Regions from separate parts of the Mus musculus genome. Here region 1 is linked to region 2. Evidence: chromatin contacts called from public HiChIP or PLAC-seq data. All regions are on one chromosome and are shown on one strand. Each heading gives the region's core, a stretch centred on a gene start, on an enhancer-like site or on the middle of the called end of the contact. The rest is flanking DNA. Distances are from core to core; before and after follow the strand shown.

Region 1 (6,150 bases), core at 1,932-4,431, 70 kb before region 2:
ACCCTCTTCTTGCCTTCACAGGACTCCTGCACATGGTACACCTGCATACAGTCTCACACACACACACACAACACACACACACACACAGAATAAATAAATGAATAAATTTAAAAGAAGGTAAAACAGCTACACATGAGTGCATCTGCACACACACAGACACATAGGCATTCACATATACAAATCTACTTATACAATACAGAAGAGAGAAGAATAAATATTAAACAAATAAATAAAAGATTAAAAAAAACGGTCCTTTGAGGCAGGTTCTGCTCAGCCTCTCCTCTCTTCTCCTCTCCTCTCCTCTCCTCTCCTCTCCTCTCCTCTCCTCTCCTCTCCTCTCCTCTCCTCTCCTCTCCTCTCCTCTCCTCCCCTCCCCTCCCCTCCCCTCCCCCCTCCTCCCTCCCCTCCCCTTCCCTTCCCTTTTCTTTTTTTTTTCCTTTTGAGGCAATGTCTTACCATGTGCCTTGGATTGGAACTCTCTATGTAAACCAGGCTGGCCTTGAACTCACACAGGTCCACCTGCTTCTGCCTCCTGAGTGCTGGGATTCCAGGCCATCATGCTCAGCCCAAAATCCATTTAGTAAACAAGGAAAAAGCAGCCATACTGTGAGGCCAATGAATGTGCTGCCACAGTCTCTTACAGCTTGCCCATCTGAATGTGTACACAGCTCTAACTTTCAGGAAGATATTTTTTTTTCCTTCAACCTTTTAAATTTTGTTTGTATAAAAAACATTTTGTAGCCGAGCATGGTGGCACACACACCTTTAATCCCAGCACTTGGGAGGCAGAGGCAGGCAGTTTTCTGAGTTCAAGGCCAGCCTGGTCTACAAAGTGAGTTCCAGGACAGCCAGGGCTATACAGAGAAACTCTGTCTCGAAAAAAAACAAAAACCAAAAACCAAACAACAAAAAAACCCATTTTGTTTGTTCTTACATTGCTTCATAGCCATAATGTGAAAATATTTTGATTTTGCCTCTTCCTGTGGTATTGTGGATTGAGCCCAAGGCCCCACCCAGGTCTGCCAGGCAAGCAATCTATTACTGAGCTATGTTCCCAGCCATATATATATATATATTTGCCATTTTTTTAAATTATAAAAATAACATGCTCGGGCTGGAGAGATGGCCCATGGTTAAGAGCACTGACTGTTCTTCCAGAGGTCCTGAGTTCAAATCTCAGCAACCACATGGTGGCTCACAACCATCTGTAATGAGATCTGATGCCCAATTCTGCTGTGTCTGAAGACAGTTACAGTGTACTTACAATAAATAAATAAATAAATAAATAAATAAATAAATAACATGCTCAGTTGAGGAAGGTTTTAGATTATCAATTGCCTTCTCATTTTGTTCATGTTCTTACAGTCTCTTCTCAAAATAACTTAGATCTCTATGCAAGTTAGAACATTTGCTGAGAAGCACTGAGCACATGGGTGTTAGCTAGACAGATTAGGATGCAAGGCGTGCGGGCTGCATCTGGGACACAGGCAAGCTGGCTGCACATGCGGGATTTCCTGTGGGTGCCGTGCGTCCGGTGGTGAGGCTGATAGCTTGCTTGACTAGACCTAGTAGCTGCCTCCCTCCATTTGACGAGGTGGAGGTACCAGGGCTTCCCTCCTGTGATGTGGAGGTGAGAATGCAAAGCCTTGGGGACAGCCTGCTTGGGATGAATTTATTCACTCATCACCAGACACATCCTAACCAGAAGACAACCAGCAGGCACACCAGTCTGAGGACACTGAAGAGCACATGGGGACGGGACATCACTATGCTGTATAAAGAACATCTGTGTTCCACAGGAGAGGGGTGGGTGACTCCCATTTCCAACCCAGGGGACCTGCTTGGTCTGAGAGTAACCAGGCATTAACCTCAGTGATCCCTTAGGACCTGCTGGAACTTAGGGTCCTTATCCTTTCTGCTCCTCTCAAGATGTCCTGGGAAGAGCTAAGCCTTTGACTTTGGGAGTCTCTCCAGCATCCTTGTGAGGCCCTCAGTATCATGCCAGTTGGTGAGAGAGTCGGGTCTTTCTTGTCCAGGTGGTAAATCTGCTCCTTCAGATTCATCCATTATCAACGTCAGCTAGGTAGCACACTGTGGCAACCTGGCAGAGCTAATGGAACAAGCCCTTCCCTGAAGGCTATCCATGCTGGTGGTAGTCAGGAAGCAAAGAGTGAGTGAGCTGGTGGAGAGTGCGAGAAATGTCTCTGTACTTGACCGCATTCCTATGGGGGCCAGGTGTGACCTCCGGGGCATCCTTAAGGTAGGTCCTGACTTCCATGGGAATGGTCCAACCCTGAAAAACCACTTGGTGGCTGACAACGAAGATAAGGTGGTCATGAAGCCAGGAGACCTATGGAGTCTGGAGTGACTTAGACACTGGCTTCTTGAGAGCATTAACTCTGAGTTGACAGTGACTCATGGGGACCCACAGAACAAACCTGTAGCCAGCCCCGGGTCACAGCAGGATTGAGGCAGTCAGATGACAAGTGGAGTCTTTTTTTTTTTTTTTTAAGATTTATTTATTTATTATATGTAAGTACACTGTAGCTGTCTTCAGACACTCCAGAAGAGGGAGTCAGATCCTGTTACAAATGGTTGTGAGCCACCATGTGGTTGCTGGGACCCGAACTTCAGACCTTCGGAAGAGCGGTCGGGTGCTCTTACCCACTGAGCCACCTCACCAGCCCAACAAGTGGAGTCTTAACTTCAGTCACTGCTGCTGTGGGTTTTCGAGTTCTATGGAGCCGAACTGTGGCTACTTCCCAAAGTACTGAGTATATACAGTGGGGAAGACATATTCGGGACAGGTACAAATGTAGGAGCGCCTGGAACTTTCCAACTCCACTGAAAATTAAACCACAGGCTTGCTGTGACCCTGATGACACTGCATAGGTAAGCGCCGCCTTCCAACACCTGACTGAAGCACAGGGCCTTAGATTTGCTGCTTGGTCTGTGCAGAAGCTGCCTGGCCCTTGCACAGTCACGGGGACTGTTGTAACTCCAGCTGCTGCTGCTATTCATAGACTTTGTTGATACACATCTGCAATACAGCTGCTAATCGCTAAACCAATTCGAAAGCTGCTTGCTTTCACCAGCAGGGCCATGTGTGCCTCCTCCTTCCTATACGGGGGCTGCCGATCCTCCAGCTGTCATGTCATGGTCTACAGAGGCATCTGCTTTGACACTCCATATCAGATCTCCTGTTGCATTAATGACACCAGGCTGCTATGCAAGTATGGCAAGTGACTTACAAAGACATCTGTGAATTAGAGCGTGGGATCAGCTTCATTCCTAGTGCCAATTGTGTGTGATTAAAATCCATTTAAATAACACAAATCACACTATCAATTTAAACAGACTTTAACAAAAGGATCATGAGCTATTAATATGGGACAGATTACCAAGAAGGGATAAAGAGAGCTCTGAAGGCTAGCACAGGGCTGACTGCCAGGATCCGAGAAAGGAACCAAGGAGGTGGAAGGAAAGTCTTTCCCATGACTAAGATTCAGGCTCATTAGAGAAAGTGCGTGGTTTCCTGGATGCCAAGAGGTGCTGGGGTTTTGTTTGTTTGTTTGTTGTTGTTTGTTTGTTTTGGATTTTTTTGGATATTGTTCTAATTATGTAGCTCAAGGTGTTCTCTGACTCATCTTGATCCTCCTGCCTCAGCCTCCTGCCTCTTGAGTGCTGGAATTATAGGAGTGTGCACTTAAATGTTTGTCTCCTCCTCCTCCTCCCTTCTGCCCCTTCTCTTCCTCCCTCTCTCCTTTCCTCCTTCTTCAGTCAGATGAATACTCGGTTGTAGAAGGTGGACTTTTTTTATTCATTGAGATTATCTTCCCCTTTAATATGTGGAAGTAAAACAGGGTAGATTTGCTATTGTGTTCTTTACATTCTTGGAGTTAATCTTACCTCGTCATAATGGATATAATGTTGCAGTTGTTAGTTAAATGTTTTGGTCAATGAGTGCCACTGGGTGTCACACAGCTCTAGCAGTGTGACCAGGGAGCCAGAGCACAGTGAGCCTACAGACCTCCTGCCGTGTCCTCTAGCGCCCTCTGCTGACGAAGCTTAGTATTTTGCTAGGTGGCCAAAGGAAACACTTCCAGTCATGCCCAGCCATGCTGAATGAACCTGGAGCTGAGAGGCAGTGACTGGTACCTGACTCAGTGGGATGTTTACCCTGTAGATCACTGGTGAGCACATTTTATCATGTGAAGGAGTTTCTTGTCCAAGTATTCATTTATTTTTGGTGGTGGTGGGAGGACAGCATCTCATAACATAGCCCTGGCTGACCTGGAACTCATCACAGAGACAAAGCTGGCCCCAAACTCAAAGAATTTAGAGTCACCTTCTCAGTGCCAGGATAAAGGTGTGTCGCCACACCCAGCTGAGATGAATTATTTTCATCCATCAATATGATTTTTTGATGATATATTTTTCTCCTCTGTCTATAAAGTAAAATACACTTACTTAAGTTTATTTATTTGACAGTTTGTTTATGTGTATGTGTTTATATCTGCCACATGGAAGCCAGTGGAATATGCCAGAGGGGCTAGAGTTACAGGTGGTTGTGACCGCTCAAACTCAGCAAGACCAGGATAGGCTCCTAACCATTGAGCCATCCCTCCAGTCTCTGTAGAGTTACAGACTGTACTAATCTACCCACTAATGTTGAGTCATCTTTCATTTCCTAAAAGTCTACCTGGGGATGGTACGGTGTTAATAAACCACTAGGGCTGATATACTTTGATTTTTTTTTTTTTTTTTTTTTGGTTTTTCGAGACAGGGTTTCTCTGTATAGCCCTGGCTGTCCTGGAGCTCACTTTGTAGACCAGGCTGGCCTCGAACTCAGAAATACGCCTGCCTCTGCCTCCCGAGTGCTGGGATTAAAGGCGTGCGCCACCACGCCCGGCTATACTTTGATTTTTATATCTCTTTGTTTTCTGGGGCTATTTTTTTTTTTTTTTTTTTTTTGTGTTGCTTCCAAAGTTCACTGGCTTGGCTGCATGGCTTGAAAACAATTCCATTTTACTATGATCCGAAACCCAAAAGAGAAATAGAATAAAACTGTATGTGTTGTTTGAAGTGTAGTAAAATCCAAGCCATCTTGACTGGATATCTCTCTCTCTTGTCTTGATGTGTTTGCAGGAGATGTCATATTTATTTATTTTCTGGAGTGTCATATTTTAAAAGAGAAACATTATCTGCCTAGAATGATATTCAGCTCTTCATTTACCAGATCTTTCAGAGTCATGTTTTGTAACATGTCTTCGTAGGAAAGATTCCATTTTGTTTCAGTTTTTTGGTCTCCTGCTTCTGCCCCCAGCGCTGGGTTACCACATGCTCCACCATACCTAATCTTCTGTATTTTACTATTGAATGCTCCTGGACTTTAGGACTTACATATTTCTGGTTTTCACTAGTAGCTGTTGAGACTTATTTTTGAATTATGTATGTGTCTCTGTGTGGGCATGTGGGCATGTGGGCATGAGTGCAGGTACCCAGGAGGTCAGAGATGGCTTTAGACTCCCGGAGCTGCGGTTACAGGCTGCTGAGCCTGTGTGGACATGGGTGTTGGGAACTGAAACAGGTCCTTTGCAAGAGGACAACAGTGCCATCTCTTGAGCTCAATGGCAACCTTTAAATTTGTTGTTGTTTTGTTTTCTAAGTCAGGGTTTCTCTGTGTAGCCCTGGCTGTCCTGGAACTTGCTCTGTAGGCCAGGCTGGCCTTGAACTTATAGATCTGTCTGCCTCTGCCTTCTGAGTGCTGGGATCATAGGCGTGCGCCACCACTCACCCTGCTGTAACCTTTAAATTTTTTATATAGGGGCTGGAGAGATGGCTCAATGGTTAAGAGCACTGACTGCTCTTCCAGAGGTCCTGAGTTTAATTCCCAGCAACCACATGGTGGCTCACAACCATCTATAATGGGATCTGATGCCCTCTTCTGGTGTCTTCTGGTGTATAGCTACAGTGTACTCATAAATAACAAATAAATAAATCTTAAAAAAAAATAATCGTATGCTGGGCAGTGATGGTGCACGCCTTTGATCCCAGCACTTGGGAGGCAGAGGCAGGTGGATTTCTTAGTTCAAGGCCAGCCTGGTCTACAGAGTGAGTTCCAGGACAGCCAGGAATACATAGAGAAAC
Region 2 (6,535 bases), core at 272-2,771:
AGGATCAACTGCATAGCTCAGGAGTCAAGACGATGGAAAATGGAATCACTGAGCAAGGGCTACCAAAAATTTTCTCTCGAGGTTTTGTTGTTTTGCTGGTGTTGAGGATTGAACCTCCAGTCTTGACTGCTAGCCAAGCGCTGCACCAATGAAGTACATGGCCTCTCCCTCTTTTGTCTTTGTCTGTCTCCCTCTTGTCTCTCTCTGAAGACAGGCAGGGTCTTGATGTGTTGCCCATGCTGGCCTAAGACTCATGACTGCCCTCTCTGTAACTCTGACCTTCAGACAGGTTTACTCGGCAGGCCTGTATGGTGATCCTCCTGCCTTGCTTAATCTCTTGAGTAGCTGGGATAACAGGCCCATGCCAGGAGCCCAGATCTTCATAGTTTTCTAGAGTGCATAATCGAGTAGATGGTGCTAGCTAAATAAGTCATTAGAGCTTAAGCACTGGCTCTAACTTGTGCATAGTTTTGGCTTCTGCCCATCAGTCTGTGAGGCCTTTAAAATAAAAAAACAAATACCAACAGAACAATTATTTCATAGTTTCTTACCTTCAGGCAAGCGTAGAAGATGATTTCTTCTTACATTGAAGTCTCTCAAGGCTTCCAGATTACCAATTTGGGAAGGCACAGTTTGAATTTCATTGCAGCTTACATCCTATTTCAAAGAGTACAAAAGCAAGATCATTTTAATCATAAACTTACCTGCTTTAAACTATTACAAAATGAAATTAGGTAATTTTCTTGGTATATATGCATGTGTGTGTATATGAAATCATCTTGTACCTGAAAATAACTCAGTTTTATTTTAATTTATAGGCCTTTTAATTCATTCTATATATTTTATATAGGCTTATAAAATTTTTTGAAATTAAAATTATATGGCTTAAGATATTAGTAGAAAGCCTAGAATACTAGATCAAATAAAAATGTTGGTAAAAGGTAAAGCAGAAAAAGTATATTTTATGTTATACTATTCTAATTAAAATTAAAAAAATGATTAAAAATTATTACATAGAAAAGCTGCCATTTTTCAAAGTGCCAGTTAGATTGTTCAAAAATATAAAATTAAAGTGTAAGGAATGACTCTATTTTTATCCAACTGCATGTAAAGGGAAATACTAAATCATACACAACTCAAAAGCTATGGAAAAGCAGGCTGGTAGTATCCAGTTAGTCTGAGTCTAATACACAGGGTCCAGAGGCCTGCTGGTGCTTGCTTAAGAGCTTGATCTCAATAGGCCTGAAAGAATGACTAGCTACAGCTTCCAAGATGAAAACTGCAAACATCCCATGGTTCTGAGACGGCCAGAATGATTTACAAGCTATGCGCATGTGCAGCAGAAGGTAGCTCACGCTGTAATTGGATAGTTAGATGCCCCCCCCCCCCCGACACACACACACACACACACACACACACACACACACACACACGAGAAAGCAAAGAGCACTACTTACAAAGCCAGGCTGCTCACCATGCAGCTGCGTCAGCCTTACACAGCCTTAAGGCTTTGATTACATTTATTATTTATTTGTGGGTGAGAGGAAGTAGGGGGTATTGCTGAGTGTGGAGATCAGAGGACAGTTTGTGGGGTTTGGCTCTTCTCTACCACCTGGCCTCAGGGTCATCTGGCTTGGCTGCAAACACTATTACTTGTTGACCCATTTTGCTGGCCCCAAACATTATTTTATCTTTTTCAAAAGAGAAAAGAATATAATTTTCATCTTTCCTATTCATTAATGACAAGTAGGATCAAAAATTGGACTTTGAAGTCCAGTGCTCTAAGCATCAAATTTAAAACGGGCAGTAAAAGAAGTTGAAGAGGCACAGCACGTGGGTCTGTGGCTAGAATTTTAGTACTTGATGTTTTATCTCTCAGAAAATACCCGTGTCAATAGAAAGACATTTACTCTCACCAGAAATGGGGGTGGGAAGGAAAGAGAGAAGGATGTGGTAAGACTACCATCACGGAAGCCAGAGTCCCCTTCCTCTGTCAAAAGTCCCCTGAATACTGCAGGCATCAACTGGCACCTTTTCAAAAAAACTAACAGGAGTTTCTCAAACGTGTATCTGTCTGCTGAGAACTTAGGATTCTGTAAGTAGTTACAAAATTTAATTGATTTGATGCTAAAAATTTTGGAAATTAAGGCAGGAAGACTGAGTTCAAGGGCAATGCAGGCTATAAAGTATATTTTTTTCAAAAAATAAGAATATGATCAAACTATATGATGAAAAATTTTAAATAAAATAAATATAATAAATAAAATAAAATAAAATGGAAAAATAAAGAAAAGAACTTAGAGTGTAAGTTATACTTACTTCGTGTTAACAAACCAAGTTCTAAAGAATGCCCCCAAAACATACATTTTGGGTTTTATTTCCAAAGTCTAGCTAGCACAAAAATAGTAGCCTAAAATCCCAACTCTAGATTTAACGTCTGTGAATTTTTAACATATAACCTGTTATATTTAAAGTCCTCCTACCAAAGTAATCTAATTTGTCTAGCTAGATTTATACCTTTAAAAAATAAGATTTATTTTATGTATATGAGTACAATGTAGCTGTCAGACACTCCAGGAAAAGGCATTGGATCCCATTACAGATGGCTGTGAGCCACCATGTGGTTGCTGGGAATTGAACTCAGGACCTTTAAAAGAGCAGTCAGTGCTCTTAACCTCTGAGCCATTGCTACAGCCCTATATCTTTCTTTTTCTGTTTACAACCATCTTTATTAATAAACTGTATTTCTAAATCTCAATGGACACAGTTGCATTTGATCATTTCAAGTAATTCGAAACAGACTTTAGTTCAAGGAGGCTGATTTCCAATCCTATGGTGACACAGCCTCTGGCAAATTATGTCATATGAGTACTAGTTTCCATAGTTATAAAATGCAGACAATATTAGTCCAGCTTATAACATAATTGTGGGGATATAAACAGTTTAACTCCTAAACTAACTTAAAACATAAACAGTTAAGAGATGGTTTCTTGGGCAGGGCAGTTAGTGGGGCATATCTTTAAGCCTAGCACTTGGGAGGCAGAGGAAAGCAGATCTCTGTGAGTTCAAGGCCAGCCTAGTTTACAGAGCAAAGTTTCAGGACAGCAAAAGCTACACAGAACAATCCTGTCTTGAAACAAACAAACAAACATGGTTTCTTGTATACTGACAAGTATACAATAGTAGAAGAAATTTAATAGTATCTTAGGATATATGTAATAGCAAATTATAGTTGGCTACATATTCCAAAGATATGGCAAGAAAACAAACATACCAAAAAAAAATCAAAGAGTAACTTTTGGAATGTCCATTCATTTATGAAGGCTAATAAATATCATAAAAATATTGATATAAAAATTTGAAAACTCAGGCAGGCAGTGGTGGTGCATACGTTTAATCCCAGCACTTGGGAGGCAGATTTCTGAGTTTGAGACCAGCCTGGTCCACAGAGTGAGTTCCAGGACAGCCTGGGCTACACAGAAATACCCTATCTCGAAAAACCAAAAAGGAAAAAAAAATTGAAAACTCAACTACATTATTAGCTTATGTCTCAAAAGTTTAGTAATATAGAAATCATTTAATACTGGATAGAAAATAACCAAGGACATTTCCCCATTTTGTGTGATATTAAGACTTGTACATTGAAGTCTTTCTTAATTAAATTGTCAAGCCAACGCTATAAAATTACTTTAAAAACAACCTTAATATTTGATTTTTATTCTATAGAAGACTACAGACATGTTGGACAATCAAAAAATGAAATGTTAACTTACAAGTTCTGTCAAATGTCTGAGATGTCCAATTTCTTCAGGAAGCGAGACCAATTTGTTATTGCTAGCGATTAAGACTTTCAGTGGTAAGTTACACAAGTGGACTGGCAATGTTGACAGTTGATTCCGACTAAGTGAGTAAGTAGAGACAGAGCGGTCAGATACCACTGAAGAAAAATATCTCCATGTTTCATTTTAGATACAAAACTAAGTCTTACAAAGAATAATAAACAGGATACTAGATTTGAGTTCTGTCAGTTGAATCAATTCCCTGACTAAATTTAGACAGATAACAGGAATCTTTGTTTATATATATAAAAAAAAAAAACACGAGAATCACATATATAAAATATTCAAGCACATTTCTTTTAGAATAGAAAGAAATTAAGTTTACCATGTAAATTTTTTTATTGATTTTATGTATAGGAGTACACTGCCGCTGTCTTCAGACACCATAATCGGGCATCAGATCCCATTACAGATGGTTGTAAGCCACCATGTGGGTGCTGGGAATTGAACTAAGAACCCATGGAAGAGCAGTCAGTGCTCCTAACTGCTGAGCCATCTCTCCAGCCTTACCATGTAAATTTAACCCCATAATAATTCTTTCAGAGCCATGTCTGCCCATTTTCAAGATCTTTTTTGTTGATTAACATATTTCATGGACCTTTAAAAAATTTATAATCCAATAATAATCTACTGCTATATGTTTATTAAGAAAAATACTTAACATTTACATAAAATTTCTCTAGTGTTATTTTTAATGAGATTTTAAAAACTTAGAACTAAATATAAGGAGTGAATTTTATGCTTTAAGGTTTTATTTTTATTTTTTAATTGTCTACATGTGTGTCAGAGTGGGTTTATGGGTGTTGAGTGCAGCACCCAAAGCAGCCAGAAGAGGGCGTCAAATTCCCCTGGAGCTGCAATTACAGGCAGTTGTGAGCTGTCTGACAGGGATGCTAGGAACTGGACTCAAGCTCCCTGAAAAAGCAGCATACGCTTTCAATGATTTGTCACCCCACCAGCCCCAGGGATAGATTGTTTTTAAGGCATATAAACTGGGTACCAAACTATTTCCATGGTCCAATGAGATGGCTCAGTGGGTAAAGGTACTTTCTATGTAAATATGGCAACCTGAATTCAATCCCTGGAACCCATACAAAAGTAGAAGTAGAGAACTGATTCCACAACACAAGGTTGTCCTCTGCCTCTGTGCATGCATTACAGCACACGAACACACAAAGTAACAATGTAGTGTGTGTGTGTTGCTGGGAACTGAACCAGTGTCTTTTTTTTTTTTTTTTTGGTTTTTCGAGACAGGGTTTCTCTGTGTAACCCTGGCTGTCCTAGAACTCACTCTGTAGACCAGGCTGGCCTTGATCTCAGAAATCTGCCTGCCTCTGCCTCCCAAGTGCTGGGATTAAAGGCGTGCACCGCCATGCCTGGCTGAACCAGTGTCTTGTGCATACCAGGCTAATGCTCCACCAGCTAAGCTGTATCCCAGGCCATCAGACCTAGTATTTACTTGATAAAGTAAATAACTTACAGCTAGTAGAGCCTATTAATTATGCAAAGCTAAAAATAAACAGAGAAACAAGAGAGACTTGGGAGAAAAGTTACTATATCCTAAGAACATATCAGAAACTGCTGATGTGAACAGAGAAGTATCTGCAAATATTTTAGTGACTGAGAGGAGAAAATTAAAGGTCATATAAAACCAGTTTTCCCAAAAGAATAGCATTCTTACCTAATATTTAGGAATGTCAGAGCTTGTAAGTTTAGAACAGCCTCTGGGATATACCGAATACAATTCTGGTATAGGTTAAGACTTTCCAGGGAAACAAAGTGACATGCTTCCATAGGGATTTCTGAGAGGCGATTTCGTGACAGGTCTGAAAGAAAATATAAAAGCTTAAAACCATCCTTTGAAACTTGTTTTACTGAAATTAGTTAGTATGCTTCATAATTACTTGATTTCTCCAGAATTCCTAGTGGAAACTGGTTCAATATAAGCATTGAAACATTTATTAACTGGCAGAGTAACCCATTAAACACATACCTTTAAACAGCTGCTAGAAAATGTTTCCTTTTCACTTTCCACACATACAAAAAATAAAATTGTTATTCTTTGTGAGTAATACACATTCTAAGACACTGGCCACTCATTTTATCAAAGCTGCATCACTAAGTTCCAAATGTCATCAGATACAAAGATACCCATCTTCCTATGCATGTATGAGAGAGAAGGGGGGACGGGGAGAGAGAAGGCCATGATGTGTTCATAGGGGTGAGAGAACAGCTCTCCGTCCACTGAAGGAGCCAGAGATCAGGATGTCAGGGCTGGCCAGCAAGTAACTTTTTACCAACTGAACCATGCCCAACTCTCTACTAAAGAAAGTTACCGTTCTTTGTTAAAACACACCCAGGAGCCTTTTTTGGTCCCAATGACACAATGTGAGCCTCAATAAAAATAGTAGTTAAGGGGCTAGAGAAATGGCTCACTAGTTAAGAATTCTTGCTGCTTTTCTAAAGGACCACCAGAGTTTGGTTCCTAGAACCCACAGTGGGCAGATCAAAACTGCCTGTAACTCTAGCTCTAGGGGATATGATGCTCTCTTCTGGTCTCTGTAGGCTGGTGTGTGCACATGCACACACACACTAAAAAAAAACCAAAAACCAAAACCAAAACCAAACTTATTTTTTTGTTTTTCAAAACAGAGTGCAAGATCACCTCCCACTTTAATTTTTTTTAAAAATTTTCA

Evidence for each region. HiChIP or PLAC-seq counts read pairs in DNA pulled down with a chosen protein or histone mark.
Region 1: an H3K27ac HiChIP or PLAC-seq map of T-cell acute lymphoblastic leukemia shows a contact between it and region 2, with 2.7 times the contacts expected there. The contact joins two enhancer-like sites. A contact is called at or near these places in 3 of 484 Hi-C or Micro-C datasets (CD8 T cells, embryonic stem cells and nephron progenitors), 1 of 115 datasets of contacts at active chromatin or transcription factors (T-cell acute lymphoblastic leukemia) and 3 of 9 other capture datasets (adipose tissue, liver and pancreatic islet).

The regions. Positions count from the first base shown.
Region 1 is chr16:33,021,887-33,028,036 of GRCm38.p6, reverse strand. All of the region lies in intron 8 of Iqcg (IQ motif containing G), which reads left to right. Among named protein-coding and RNA genes, the nearest start is that of Iqcg, 31 kb to the left of the region's middle. Within about 2 kb of position 3,181, at least 31 of the 459 cell types and tissues checked have an H3K27ac peak or open chromatin away from gene starts, as enhancers often do. A contact at or near this core is called in T-cell acute lymphoblastic leukemia, where this site is marked.
Region 2 is chr16:32,949,422-32,955,956 of GRCm38.p6, reverse strand. Lrch3 (leucine-rich repeats and calponin homology (CH) domain containing 3) reads right to left here. Exons shown (of 21, transcript NM_001081255.1): 2 at 5,521-5,665; 3 at 3,774-3,900; 4 at 552-657. Among named protein-coding and RNA genes, the nearest start is that of Lrch3, 39 kb to the right of the region's middle. Within about 2 kb of position 1,521, at least 40 of the 459 cell types and tissues checked have an H3K27ac peak or open chromatin away from gene starts, as enhancers often do. A contact at or near this core is called in T-cell acute lymphoblastic leukemia, where this site is marked.